Regions from separate parts of the Zea mays genome. Here region 1 is linked to region 2. A link is a contact called in public Hi-C data. All regions are on one chromosome and are shown on one strand. The core of a region is the stretch at or near the end of the contact, and the rest is flanking DNA. Distances in the headings are between cores, read along the strand shown.

Region 1 (2,700 bases), core at 50-2,549, 240 kb before region 2:
GAAAAATTAGTGCATATGAAGCAAGGTAACCAAAGAAAATGAATGTATATTTATAAGATTTTTATGTAGCAATTCTATAGGTACTGGTACCACAACACAGAAGCAGTCGATGGAGATTTACTTGATCTAAAAATTGTAGGTATTCCTTGAGTAGTTCATTCACTAACAGCATAAAGATCAGTGCTTGAAGGGCTTATTAAGTAATATATCACCTCCACACAGTACTGTACTTGATTCGACCAGTAACAAAACCAGTGTGGATAGAGCTTAGAGTAACAAATAAACACGTGAAAAAAAACATGTACAATTCAATATCTGGTTACCTAGATAACAGCTACCATTACTTTCTTTCCAATACAATTCAATATCTGGTTACCTAGATAACAGCTGCCGTTACTTTCTTTCCAATTTCTGGCATCTATCACATATGAACACAAGTGGAAATGTGTAACCACACGATGATATTGCAGTGAAGAACAAACTAAATCACAAAATCTGTTTCAAGGACTGGAGGGCCAACACTGGTAACATGTACAAATTTCACAAAGATAATCAGCATACAATTCTAACAACACAAATCAACATCTCTCAACTTTGAAAAAGGTACTAACACAATTCAAATTAAACTTTCTCTTTCCTACTCCAGGGCACGGACTTAGACCATAGAGCATCACTAAAGTGGCCAAGGCATTGTGTCAAAAACATTACCATCACGGCACATGAAAAAAACAGAACAGGATGATACAACCACACCTTGCCCGCTGAGGTCGATGTGGCAGCAGAAACACTTGATTCTTCTTTCTCCTCGTCCTGATCAGCGAGAAAGAAAACGAATACATCAATCCCCGCTTTGGCATCACACAACCAAAAGCGAAGCTAAGCACAAAAGTGATCGCACCAACCAATGGGGACATGAAAACCGTTAATTACCAGGGAGGTGAGCGGGTAGAGGAAGAGGACGGCGAGAACGGGCTGGGGCACCATAGCGAGCAGCTCATCGTCAAGGCCGTAGACGTCGCAGAACTGCACATCCTCCTCGTGGACTCCCAGCCCCCATATGAACTGTATATACCCCAACTCCGCGGCAGCAATCAGCGAGAGCGAAACGAAACCCTAGCAAGCGCCAAAGGCGGATGCGGGAGCTGAAGCAGGGGTGCGAGAGATCACCTGGTTCAGGACGTCCGGGTTGGCCTCCAGCGGGATCCACCGCTTCCCCATCTTCTCGGTGCGCGGCGGTGGGAGAGGAGGGCGGAAACCGAGCCTGTCGAGTGTCGACTAGCGCAGGGACAGGCGGCGGGGAGTAGGGTAAAATGCGATCGGGGTGGAAATGGAAAAGGCGCGGACGCAGGTGGCGTACGCTACACGCCCACGAGATTTGCTAATATGCCCACGTCAATAATAGGTCTTGCTAAAATACCTATGGGTCCGCAGTTCAGAGACATTGGTAGACCCACAAGTCGTAGACCATTTTAGCAAGAAGCCATTGCCCGTGTTTGTTTCGGCTTTTTGCAGCTTCTGGCCACCAAAAGTTGCTGCAGACTGCCAAACACTCAGCTTTTCAGTCAACTTCTATAAAATTCGTTAGGGTAATAACCATTCAAAATCAACATAAACATATAATCTGTTGAGTCGTCGCAATAGTAGTAATCCGTCACTTTATAGATCCTGAGCCCCGTGGACAACTTTATCTTCATCCGCACGTAATCCTAATGATACTCAGATTCTCTACACAGCCAGATTCTCCCTACAGCTAGATTATCTAAAAAGCTGATCAGAAAAAAGCTGAACCAAACAGGCCCATTGTTGTCTGCCCACGCCCACGCGGCGCATGGGCTGGAAGCCTACCTGGGCCGTACAACAGCCCGTGGGCTGTTATTCGTTGCTGCGTAGCTTCGTTGACATAGAGATAGAGTTCCAAAAAAACTTGCGTTCGAGCTGGCTCGACTCGGCTCGATTCGACTCGAGTTGACTCGTTATGATAACGAGTGCACTCGTTATGATAATGAACTGGAGAAGCTGCTCGGCTCGGCTCGTTTGGTAACTCGGTCTGACTCGATTAACTCGTAAGACAGCTCGTTATCAAAGTTGCCATAAGCCAACAACCATACATATAATCATATATAATATCATATATAACTATTTAAAAAATAGCAGCCATCTCATTCACTTAAACAAAAAAAATAATTGTACATTGAAATACATGCAACCACCAATTATAGACTTATAGTTCATAATAGTTCCATTTCATTCCATAATCCATAATTCCATACTTTCAGAGTTTCAGTTCTAGAACCAAAATACATGTAGTGATGCAGCCAACAATTATAGATCAGGACTTCAGGTTCAGGAGTTCAGGACAAAGTTGTAGGGAGCCAACAAAATATGCCAGGTTGGCAACAGTTGCAACTTACAAGTTGCAACCAACAATTGCAGACTTACAGTTGCAGCCAACAAAATATAATGACCATGTCCCTCTCCTGTCTCCTCTCTCGGGTCCTAGCTCTCCCTCTCCTCCATCTCCTCCATGTGAGTATGTGACCATGTGCCTCTACAAGTCATCAGAAAATCAGCAACACATAAATCAGGGACAACACCATGTTTTTCTACAAACATGACTACATCTACATGTCATATAATGATATAACTCATAAATGGCAACACATTCATATAAGTACATAACTCATACAATACAAGTCAGCA
Region 2 (2,700 bases), core at 89-2,588:
TCATATAAAGTATGAGTTTCGTATATTGTGTTCCATCATACATCGTGCGAGAAGCGCGTATATTTATTCCCCTATTATTGGATAAGGGTTATCTCACTAGAGGCAATGTATTTATCTTGTTGTTTAAATAACCATGAAGGATTGCCTAAGTCCACGTTATTGAGAAAGCCACCAAGGCTTGGCTTTTTTTGAACTCTATTATCTTTTCAAGTAGAGAGAAAGTCTATAACTTGAGAGTTCATACTAGAATATAGGGGTGAGTACAAACATTATAGAGCACACACAAGTTGTTGTATTGCTTCAACGGGCTATGCCTAGCCAGTTAGGAGCTCTTGCTCCAAGAGTAACAATTGCAACATGCTGGCTTAGAACACGAATCTAATGCTTTAGGAGTTGAAGCAAAGTTTGACAAAGCTCTCTTGTGAAGTTTGGAGGGTAGTCTCCGAAAGAATCTTAAGGGATCAAAAGGGAGAGGATGGGAGCCTTCAATTGTTTGGGGGAGAGTTCATATGTTGGTTGAGGAGGAAATGCGTGACATGACAGGTGGAAGGTGGAAGAAGGGACATAAATACTCGGTACTCCTAGCTCCCAAGTCCCAACTAGTCGTTAAGTCACAACACTGTTGTGGAACACATGATAGTATCTTGTTGTGTAGGTCCACGCTGCAATGTCACACAAGCCAACAACAGGAATATGAGTGAACAAGGGCCAACTTGGTTGAGGTATAAGGATTTATGTTCGCTAGCTTAGGGTTGAGAACTTAGTTGCATATTAAAACATGCATTTTGCATCGCCTTTATAGTGCAGTGGTTCCTATATCCGGTTTTAAAATATAAAATAAATTTAAAGTTTTCGTTGAGTCCATCACCAAATGCTTTTGCAACCAGGGCTCCACCAAATCATGTTATATCCTCACTAATTTCTCACATACGTATCAACTCGATACATCTTATTAATTATCATATTATATGGTTGGTATCACCAAAACCCACGTTAGAGCTTGATTACCCTTACAAAACTGAACTGTACCGGATAAATAGACTCAGCGCTATTGGTAAAAGTTGACCTGTGTGTCAGATGGAACCTATAAATAAACAGTAGGCACCGTTCCATCATCTGCATCAGAATTATCTATATAGTCGCTAAAATTTGTTGGTTTTGGTCCGTGCATCACCATAAATTATCCAAGGAATCCCGGGGACGACGCCAGAGCGGCGGAGTGGGTGACAAGCATAACTTAAACCAACTCCACCAAAACTTACCAAATCGCTTTTAGTTAGCACCTGCATGATTCGCTTCGCAGTCCTATATAACCATTGATCGCTCCAAGTCACCGCACTCAGTGGTGCCCACAGCTAAAGCCTTGTGCAAAATTATCATTAAGCTGTCATCAATCATCATGGCTGCCATTACGGCAGGTCTGCTGGTACTCCTCGCTGCTGCCGTCGCCGCTCCGGCGCACGCCACGGACTACACGGTCGGCGACTCGTCCGGGTGGAGCAGCGGCGTGGACTACGCCACCTGGGCGAGCGGCAAGACCTTCGCTGCTGGGGACAACCTAGGTGAGTGAGTACCCCCCACATGTCGGTCACAAGGTCACTGAGGTCTGAGGCTGACAAAGCGCACGCGTGCACGCAGTGTTCCAGTACAGCGCGATGCACACGGTGGTGGAGGTGAGCTCCGCGGACTACGGCGCGTGCTCGGCCAGCAACTCCATCCAGTCCTACAGCGACCAGAACACCAAGATCGCGCTCACAGCGCCCGGCACGCGCTACTTCATCTGCGGCACCCCGGGCCACTGCGGCAACGGCATGAAGCTCGCCGTCACGGTCGCCGCTGGGACCGCCACCACCACCCCGGCGTCATCCCCGCCCGCCGCTGACTCGCCTCCAGAGACAGCCACGCCGTCCGGGTCTACGCCCACGGCAACGACGTCGCCGTCGGCGCCCACGACGAAGCCCACCTCGAGCAGCACTGGCGCTGCCTGCGGTGGGGAGGCCCGGCTCGCTATGGGCGTTTTGGCCTGGGCCGCGGGCCTCGCCGGGCTCGCCCTGATGGGTTAGGCAAGAGGCAGTGCTGTTTCCGTTCCATGCTTTTCCTGTTGCAGGCTTTTGTGGCCCGTTGTGTTTAATCTGAATTCACGTCTATGGTCTATGCTCGATTCTGGCTTGTTCGAGACTCCCGCTGTATACATGTACGGCTATCCTTGAATCCTTCATGCTGGACCTGTCCCAGCGGTCTGCAATATGTCATAGATAACGATATGCTATGGCTATTTAATCGTTCTAGGATGTGTTTAAATGCACTAGAATTAATAGTTAGTTGACTAATTTTTTAATAAAATTAGCTAGCTAATAAATAGCTACCTAACTATTAACTAATTTACCAAAAATATCTAATAGTTAAAATATTAGCTAGAACTATTAACTAATTTACCAAAAATAGCGAATAGTTAAAATATTAGCTAGAGTGTTTGGATGTCTCAACTAATTTTATTCACTAACTATTAGCTTTAGTGCATTCAAACACCTACTTAGCTTATAAGCATCTCCGAAGGACTAAGAAGATAGATCTCAAGCTGTCAAGCACGCTTATATAATCGGGATGTTTGACAAATTTTAGAAGGATACATAAATAGAAAACTGGAAAGGTGTTAAGAACATCTTACGGTATTTATAAGGAACAAAAAACCTCATGTTA

Evidence for each region. Hi-C and Micro-C count contacts between places; a contact is called where the count stands out from the background.
Region 1: a contact with region 2 is called in a Hi-C map of ear, with 2.1 times the contacts expected there. The contact joins the promoter of LOC100272329 here to the promoter of LOC100286319 in region 2. A contact is called at or near these places in 2 of 25 Hi-C or Micro-C datasets (ear and tassel).

Annotation. Positions count from the first base shown.
Region 1 is chr4:156,977,786-156,980,485 of Zm-B73-REFERENCE-NAM-5.0, reverse strand. LOC100272329 (Ubiquitin carboxyl-terminal hydrolase 3) reads right to left here and starts at 1,299. Exons shown (of 9, transcript NM_001359598.1): 1 at 1,168-1,299; 2 at 931-1,062; 3 at 754-810. The coding sequence starts at 1,218.
Region 2 is chr4:156,735,325-156,738,024 of Zm-B73-REFERENCE-NAM-5.0, reverse strand. LOC100286319 (blue copper protein) reads left to right here and starts at 1,338. Exons shown (of 2, transcript NM_001159206.2): 1 at 1,338-1,562; 2 at 1,639-2,288. The coding sequence starts at 1,400. The coding sequence ends at 2,063.